Linked DNA regions of Mus musculus: regions 1 and 3 are each linked to region 2. A link is a contact called in public Hi-C and promoter capture Hi-C data. All regions are on one chromosome and are shown on one strand. Each heading gives the region's core, a stretch centred on a gene start, on an enhancer-like site or on the middle of the called end of the contact. The rest is flanking DNA. Distances are from core to core; before and after follow the strand shown. Region 1 has its middle 25 kb from the start of Lncppara. Region 2 holds the start of 5031439G07Rik (RIKEN cDNA 5031439G07 gene). Region 3 holds the start of Wnt7b (wingless-type MMTV integration site family, member 7B).

Region 1 (2,713 bases), core at 109-2,608, 690 kb before region 2:
AAAACAAGTGCTTTAAAAGCAGAGTGTAAAATAACCCCAGATATTACCCACACTGCACTGTTAAGCCAAGAAAAAGCTTTCTTCTTTTTAAAATAAAATTTAAAAATTAATTTAAAAATTAAAATTAAAATGAAATGAAACGAAAGGCAGAAAGAACCAAATCCCTAAACTGTGGGAACGGTGGCATTAGGGATTCGGGACAGAATAAAAGAGCCTCTGTTTCTGAACATGAAGGTCCTCCCTCCTGTGTGTGGCTGGCCCTGCCTGCGTCCTTTGCTGGAGGACCCTATGATGGTTCTGGGGTTTCCCTCTCTGCTACTCCCAGTACTGCCAAAAAATTAAAAAAAAAAAAAGCAGTGTAATAACAAGACCCCCTTCAACAACAAAAAACAACACAAGGCATGGAAGGGTGGTTTGCCGACGGATGCCTGCTCCAGCCCTCATTCAGCTCCTAACAGAACACGCAGCCATGGTGAATACCGAACCGTGTGTTTTCATTATCATTTCGAAAGCCCTAGCTTTGGATCTTAAAAATAAATGGCTTGGCTTCTGCTCCTTTCCTGCAGTTTTTTTGGCAGTGCCTGCTTCAGTCAGGATTGGGGGTGGGGGTGGGGTGGGGGTGTCTCTGAAATAGAATTTGGGGTTTGGGTTAAGCCACTTAGAGGGAAGGAGACATAGCAGGCACACGGAGGAGCACAAGATGGCAGGGCCCTCAGCTCATCCCCAAGCAGGAGAAGGCAAGAAGGTCACTTACCAGGAACAGGAGGACAGGGTCACTTTCTCAAAAGCCAGCAAGTGAAAATGATGTCTCCCTTGCCCAGGCTAGGTAAGGGGGCTCCTGCCAGCCAGCAGGCCATGCCCAGGTGCCAGCCTCTGTCGGACAGGCCCATGGACCTCCTGGGTTCTGGCGTCCATCAGTCCGTAGGTCCTGGCCTGGGCCTTGGCCGCTCTGGCACCCAGGGTTAGGGCTGCCAGGAGTAAGTGGCGCTGGGGGAAAACCCTGCTGCCAGCCCAGGAGGACGAAGAAAATACTACTTTTGTCTCCTGCTCTCTCTCAATCTGGCACTGGCTCCCAGGGAAGGGGGGGGGGCAGAGGCGGCCGCTACAGCTCTGCCCCGCCCACCGGGAATTTTCGAAAGATGCTCGTGGGTGCCTGGAGGATGGCAGACGTGGCAGAGGCGGGTGGGCCGGGCCCCCAAACCCACCACCAAAAAAAAAAAGGTGGGGGCTGGACGGCGGGGAGGGGAGGGAGGATGCCACCGTGCCTGACCACTCAGCAGCTAGCCTGAGGATGCCTGGAGCACCAGCCCAGCCTCAGCCCGGGTAACAGCCAGCTCTGTAGAAGGGCAGGGTGGCCCTGGCGCCATGTTGCGACTGCCTGGCTAGCCAAGCCCTTCTGAGGGGCCTGGAGTCCGGGCAGCCTAAACTGCTCCAGATAGAGGCCGCATTGTTCCTAAGCTGGGTTCTACAGAGTAGCAGGAGGTAGCCGGCCCTCCACTGTTCTCCTGTGGGAGAACCAGAGCAGCTCCCACTCCACCAGCTCAGGGTGACCCATCCCGATCCGTCTCAGCCAGGAGTCTCGGTTATGGGTTTGACTTTAGCTAGTGTTCACAAGACTGCTCACAGCCTCTGTTCTCTTGTCTATGTAACGAAAAGGGATACATCTCCTACTTGTCGTAGCTGACTGGGATGCAGAAAGCAATCTGCCTGGTGCTGAGCACTGTACTCCGTACCAATGCCTGGGAGAGCCAAGAGCATCTCAGGGTGAGTGAGCAGCCAAGAACACGGAGAATGGGTGCCAAGGTAGAACTGAGCTACATCACCTCTGTCCTCCCAGATCCTTCCATGTTACCAAAGCCATTCCTTGTCACTGCCTTGGGGACACATTCCTACGTTCCAGCCCTCTGAAACAGCCAGAGGAGCGAAGGACCCGATTGGGCGATTTTGCTGAAACTTATCTCCTACGGGTTGCCCGCCTGTGCTGCGTTGGCTTGGCTGGCCGCTCGGCTTCGTGTCACTCTGTGCCCTTTATGTGATATCAGAGAGCACTCTGTGAGTCTGGAGTATGGGAAACAGCTCATGAGTGGGATGTGCCATCTCTCCTCAGATACCTGGGCACCACCGGTCCAGCTCTGCCACAGAGGATGGTGTGGAGGGACCACTATGCAAGAGTCTAACTCCTCATCATCATGTGGGGCACACTAAGGGCCTCTCTGTATGTAACGATTCCGGTAAAGGATGGGCAGGCAAACCACGATCTGCCCTGGGTAGCCTGCTTGTTTCATACTGCTTTCTGCCTGCTCAGACAGTCACACTGAAGGCCGAGAAGAGGGTGGGTAGAGTGAGCAGGGGGTGGGGGGGACAGCCGGGAGGAGTCTCTGGTCTCTAGCTCTGGCCTCACGTATACGGCCACGTGACTGCTTGCCAGCTGACACCAGAGACAAAGCAGGTAGCATTCCGATGCCATGCGCTCGACCAAGAACGCTGGGAATCCATGCCAGCAATGGCTTGGCATGGCTGCCAAGAGCCTGGCCCTGGGAGGAGAAGGGTCCCTATGCTTTGTGAAATGGGACCTGTTCTGCTAGTCTACAATACAGAGAAGCTACTGAAAACCTACCAGTGGTTAGTTGGGGGTCCTACTGAGACAAGGAAGAAGAGGCAGAACCTGGATTATCACAGGGCCATAAGAGAAGACATCACACACACACACACA
Region 2 (2,700 bases), core at 173-2,672:
ACCATGGAATTAGTCACTCAAGCCCTACCCTGAGCATCTCAGGGGAGCGGTACAAATCCCAGGTAAGGCTTGAACAGTATGCCAAAGCTGCCAATTTCCTGCTCTGGAGTGGTTTCCACACCTTGTGGTCCCACCCCACCTTCCTTAGAGACAATCTTCCTCAGCAGGCCTCTCTCCAGTCTCCATCACACAGCCTGCATTTATTGGGCGCTGGGAATACAGTTGTCAGAAGCCAGGCCTGAGGAATACACAGTGTCTTAGTTAGAGCTGCCATGGTGCAATGTCACAGACGGGAGGCTTAAACCATTCTGAGGACTGGGAAGCCCAAGGGAAAGGGGCTGGTTTTCTGAGACGCCTCCTACAGCTATGCAGTGTGATGTCAGGGGAGTGGTAAGGATGCTGTGCCTAGGAATAATAGAACAGGAGGCAGGCAAGATATAGTTTGTTTGTTTTTGAGGAAATGTATTGGAGGACACTGGGATCCAAAGGAGACAGGAGACTAGGAGAAGGGTATCCCAGACAGGGTGAAGAAGAGTCGGGGCAGACAGAACTTTATGCTTAGCATGATTGTGAGAATTTGACACTGGAAATGTAACTGGCTGAGACCAGCAGTGCATGGTCACCTACCCTGGTCCTGGGAAAGGACCACCGAGTGAGTTCAGAACGTGGCTTCTGGCGGCTGCTCCCTGCATCTTCCTCTTTTAGCACAGGGATGGATGCCCAGCTGGACCTTGGCCTTTAATTAGGATCACATGCAAGCTGATCTGATCCACCTCTGGCCTCTAGTCAGCACAGGAGCTAAGACAGGAAGCAACTCTCTGACCCCTTTTCCTAAGTGTTCAGCAGAGGAAACTGAGGCGTCCCAGGAGACCTCCGAAAGGAGGTGGTAACTTCTTGTTGAGTTTTGTGAAGCAAGTTTTTAGCAGAACCTACTTGGAAGGTTCAGACAGAAATAAGCAGAGCTGGTGTGCTGGAGGCTTCAGGGAATGCACAGGGCGGTGACAAAGCGCAAAATCAGTGAGGCGCAGAGGGGGCGGCTCAGAGGCGTGACTCTACTGGAGGGGGGGCGGGGGGCGGGAGAAAGTGGACTCAGGGTTGGGGAACACGGGCAGCAGGGAAGGTCAGCAGGCCAAGGAAGGTGTGGGAATGAGATGACGAGAACGTCACGCGACAGGTTGGAGCGAGGACGCGATGGGCTTTTGAAGTTGGCAGCAGCTGGTCGCAAGGAAGTAGGCGGGGCCAGGACCAGGGACGACTCACCGCCTTGCCCAGAGATCTGGGCGGAGTTTTAGGAGTATGAGGCAGGGCCTTTGCGTGTCGGGGGCGGGGAAAGGGCGGGTTTGGGGGCGGGCCCGCGTCGGGGGTGGGGCCTGGGCGGTGTCGAGCGCGCGCGGGCGGGCGGTGGCGGAGCTGAGGATCGCAGTGCTCCGCTGTGCTCCGAGGTCGGCGGTGGCGACGGCGGCGGCGGCGACGCACACAAAAGCGGATTGTGGCTTCACTGGTGCTCGCGGCGGGCGGCAGCGGGGCACGGGCGGCGGGGCGTGTCGGTGGCCCCCGCGGGCGCGGCGCGGGCGATGAGCCGGGGCCCGGCATGGCCTCCGCGCGGCCGCCGGGCAGGGCCTGTGCCTCGGCGTCCGCGCCCGCGGGGCTCCGGGCTGGGCCGGCCGCCTCCCGGGAGTCCGTGGACAGCAGCGAAGCGGAGGAGCGCTCGTTGCAGCACATGCTGCGCGCCATAGCCGAGGAGCGCGGACGCCTTAGCCTGCGCCGTGAGGTCTGCGGCCTGGGTGAGTGACGGGGACGGGCGCGCGCGTGAGTGTCCGCGCGAGTCCACCTCCGCTAGTCCCCCTGTGCTCCTTGCCCTCCGTGCATCCCCACCGCCCTGGGCTCTGTCTTTCGGGACCCCAAGTCTCAGTGTCTTTTTGGTACCACAGAACCCCGATCCTTGTGTCTCCGCGTCCCTATCTTCCTCTGACCGCCAGGATATCTGTCCCAGCTCCTTCTTCCTCTTCGTGGTTCCTTAACTCTTCTTCCTTCTCCTGGAAGATCTGGGGGCCCCACTGCTGCTGCAGGGAGTGTGGGCGTGAGATTTTGGGAGGCCCTTGAGTTCAGAGTTCAAGGCAGTGTGCCCTGACCACATTCCCCAGCCCACATGGAAGACCGCGGCTCTTGATTGCTGTAGCCTTTGTCTTTCTGCACCTAAAGGTCCTCTTGTCCATTAGCTCTACAAGGGACCTGTTGGGCCTCTGCCCCTTGACCCACCTACTTAGCACTGGAATCAGGGATTTGCTACAGCCTCTCCGGGTGTGATTCTGGTCTAAGGAGTCATTCAGCTGCTGGGTGGGGTGGGGGTGTCTCATTGTTTGAAAGGGCCTGGGAGGTGTGGGTGGGGTCGTCTTGGATGTGAGGTAATGCATAACTGATACATTTGCCCAGAACCATGTGGCAGAAACCCCCTCCCCTATAATCTTGGGCTTGTCATTTTCTCTAAAAAAAAAAAAAAAGACCCCTCCCTTCTTCATGTAAGGAATGACTTCATTCTATGTTGTGTCCCCTCACCCCCACCTCCCTGTCAGGGCTTGAGTTCTCTTTGAGGGAAGTAACAGCCTTCTAGATCCTGTCAGTGCTCCAAAGTGGAAGTGTACCCTGGTACCCTGGTAGGACCACAGTAGCAGAGGGAGAGGGTAACACCTGGAACTCAGG
Region 3 (2,900 bases), core at 131-2,630, 590 kb before region 2:
CCAGCCACCTGGCCCAGCTCAGCTCCCTGCCTACCAAGTTGTGCGACATCCAGAGTTCTTGGTTTCAGGGGACAGTGGTGTGGGACTGCAACTACCGTTTGACATCTGTGCCTTAGTTTCCCTGCTTGTGATGTCCAAATTCTCCTTTCTAAAGAGTCCTCCAACTCAAAACGATCTGCACAGCTGCACCTGCCGGCTTCTGGACCTGGGGTTCAGGAGCGACTCTCTCTCTCCCGGGTCGGGTCGTGGCAAAAGTTCAGAGGATTTGGAGAGATTAAGAGGGGATTAGGGGCAGGGACGGTAGCTTTTGAGCTCGAGGTTCCGGGCTGAGGACAGCGCCCCCTCATACCCCTCCTCATTTCCACACCAGGCAATTGGGTGTTGGCCAGTTTAAAGACGAGCGCCCTCCGAGTTCATCCCCTTGTCATAAGGGCGCCATTTGATGCTGCTGTCCGGGGCTGTAGACGCTTGAAAACCTGGCACACACCCCCCACCCACCCACCATGTGTCTGGTTACTAGCTGGTCCGCTGTGCTAAGACAGACCTAGCTGTGACAGGCAGTGTCCCTGTCACCCATTTATCCAGGATAGGATCAAGCGAGACACACCACAGGATGTGCCAGGCACCTAGGCCAGTCTGACTTCCCACTTTAGCGGTTCAACAAGAATCAGATCTGACACCCGCCCGCATCGGACAGGCCTGCAGAGTGAGACAGAATCCTCAGACTGGGACTCTCCAAGGATGCCTTTCTGAGTCTCTCTGTCATGGTGCCACTTTTAATGCTGGGCAGGCTGGTGTGTCTACCAGTCTCAAGTCCCACGCTCTGCTTGCGCTCTGCAGTGCCGGGCACTGGAACGAGTTTTCCCCGAGTTTGTTGGGCAGGTAACAATGCCTGATCCGGAGTTGTGGCCCTGGAAGCACCCACGTAGGTAACGTCTAGGGGAAAGATGTCTGCACATAGAAAGGAGATGGTGGTGGGTGGTCTCTCTCTCTTTAACTAGAAACTGGAAACCAAGTGACCACCAAGCCCTGAGCGGGTAGTTTCTTAGCCCCCGCCCCTACCCCCACCTTCACTGTCTCTGAGGAGCGCAGGTGTCTCTTTGGAGCCGCACCCTCTCCCCTCCCTCCCCTCTTCCCACGCAGTCCTGGGAGGGCGATCGGAAGGGAGCTGGCCTGGGGAGGGGGGGCGAGGGGTTAGATGCGTTCGTGTGTCACGGGGGAGGGAGGAGAAAAGGGAGGGGAGAGCCAGGGAGCGCGCGCGAGAGAGCGCGCTGCGAGCGAGGAGGGCGGGCGGGAGGCGGATCCTCCTACCTGGGGCGCGCTCGCCTGCTCGCGGCTCGCTTGCCGGGGCCGCGAGTCACCTGGGGAGGCGGACAAGTGCGGACACATTGGCCGCCCCGGCGCACCGCGAGGCGCGCACGGCCCCAGGCGGCTAAGCCCAGTGGAGGCAGCGCCCGCCCGCTGCTCCTGGCCCCGGCCTGCGCTCGCAGAGTCCCACGGTCACTCCGCTGGGCTCCGAGGTCGCGGTTCCCCGCCCGGGTCACTCCCCCGGGCGCACGCGGCGGCTGCGGCGCCCTGGGCTCACCATGGTGGCAACGCGTGCCGGGTGCCCACGCGTCGCCCGCCTCCCGAGCCGAAGCGCCGGCTGAGCGTGGTCCTACCGCAGCTCCCTGGCTCCTGCCCGGCCCCTGCCCACCCGCGCGTCCCCTCCGGCCGCAGCTGTCTATGGCGCAGCCCCCCTCCCTGGATCATGCACAGAAACTTTCGAAAGTGGATCTTTTACGTGTTTCTCTGCTTTGGCGTCCTCTACGTGAAGCTCGGGTGAGTATTTCTCTGGGCGGGGGGCTGCAGACGGGGAGCCGGCAGCCACCAGAGCCTCCTCCAGCGGACCTGGGGATAGGAGTTGGTGGGGGAGGGCGTTTCTTGAAGTGGCCAGGCTGGCTGGTATCTCCGGCCCTCAACCCAGCCTCGTTGAGACTCAACCGAGCCCCCCCGGAGCCAGAGATCCTCCGGAGGGGCGCGGAGCCAATACGCAGCAGGGACAGCGCGGTCCGCGGACGGCCGCAGCGGGGCTCGCGGGTAGCGGCGAGCGTGCCGGGCGCGTACTTTCACCTGTTTGGGCTCCAGGCCCCGGGGGTGGGACGCGCCTTCCCTCCCCCGGGCTGCGCTGGGCGCCGAGCCCGGGCCGAGCGCTAGCCGCCGGGAGGGCGCGCCGGGCCGGGGGGGGGGTGCGTGGGGCATCCCCGGCGGGGGAGATCGGGGCGCGCACTCGCCGCGAGCGCGCAGGCCTTGCACCCGCCGCGGCCCTTCGTCTCTATCCATCACCCGGACATGTTGAAATTACCTTGACAACTCGTCCGGCTGGCTCGGGATGGGCCGTGGGGCTGGCGCAGCAGCCTCGGGCTCCGTCCCGGGCCCGCGCCCCCGCCCGCCCGGGGCCTTGCGCCCGGCCCCCTCTCACCGAGCTCCCCCTGGCGCGGCCGGCCGGGCGGGCTCCAGGCGGGCCGCGCTCGCTGCTCGCCGCCGTAGCTGCTCCGAGTCGTATTTCCACATTCCTGAACCCAGCCGAGTCCTTACCTGTTGAGCCGCGATCTCCTTTAGACGGAATCTGTCTCGGCCTCCCCGGATTGGGGGTGGAGGGGCAGTGTGACCGAACGGAGCGCACCGCACCTCGCGGGCGTTAGTCACTCTTGGCGGGCCGGCCGGGACCAGACCCCCACCCCCACTCGGAGCACCTGCGGACATCTGTGCCCGCCTTGCCCGGCGATCCTACTATGTGTCGCCCGGCGCTCTGAGGCCAGCCTCATCTTGGCCCTAGGAAGGCCAGTGACCAGACCTGTAGGAGGGGCGGGTTCCGGTACCTGGGAGACCGACTTTCCAGGCGAGAGGTAGAAACAGTC

What was found. Promoter capture Hi-C pulls out the DNA fragments that hold promoters and counts their contacts. Hi-C and Micro-C count contacts between places; a contact is called where the count stands out from the background.
Region 1: a contact with region 2 is called in a Hi-C map of cortical neurons, with 5 times the contacts expected there. The contact joins the enhancer-like site here to the promoter of 5031439G07Rik in region 2. A contact is called at or near these places in 2 of 484 Hi-C or Micro-C datasets (both in cortical neurons), 1 of 115 datasets of contacts at active chromatin or transcription factors (pancreatic cancer cells) and 1 of 9 other capture datasets (adipose tissue).
Region 3: a contact with region 2 is called in a promoter capture Hi-C map of stem cell-derived epiblast-like cells, with 2.5 times the contacts expected there. The contact joins the promoter of Wnt7b here to the promoter of 5031439G07Rik in region 2. A contact is called at or near these places in 5 of 39 promoter capture datasets (cranial neural crest, embryonic stem cells, frontonasal cranial neural crest and 2 more), 3 of 484 Hi-C or Micro-C datasets (the N1E-115 cell line, embryonic stem cells and palatal mesenchyme) and 4 of 115 datasets of contacts at active chromatin or transcription factors (embryonic forebrain, embryonic midbrain, forebrain and 1 more).

The regions. Positions count from the first base shown.
Region 1 is chr15:85,677,791-85,680,503 of GRCm38.p6, reverse strand. No RefSeq gene overlaps it. Among named protein-coding and RNA genes, the nearest start is that of Lncppara, 25 kb to the left of the region's middle. Within about 2 kb of position 1,358, at least 136 of the 459 cell types and tissues checked have an H3K27ac peak or open chromatin away from gene starts, as enhancers often do. A contact at or near this core is called in cortical neurons, where this site is marked.
Region 2 is chr15:84,986,693-84,989,392 of GRCm38.p6, reverse strand. It overlaps 5031439G07Rik (RIKEN cDNA 5031439G07 gene), which reads left to right and starts at 1,422. Exons shown (of 10, transcript NM_001033273.3): 1 at 1,422-1,784. The coding sequence starts at 1,721. Gm39558 (a long non-coding RNA gene) reads right to left here and starts at 1,358. Exons shown (of 4, transcript XR_875533.1): 1 at 1,261-1,358; 2 at 1-238.
Region 3 is chr15:85,580,301-85,583,200 of GRCm38.p6, reverse strand. It overlaps Wnt7b (wingless-type MMTV integration site family, member 7B), which reads left to right and starts at 1,380. Exons shown (of 4, transcript NM_009528.3): 1 at 1,380-1,821. The coding sequence starts at 1,751. AU022754 (expressed sequence AU022754) reads right to left here and starts at 2,059. Exons shown (of 5, transcript NR_040433.1): 1 at 1,784-2,059; 2 at 1-951.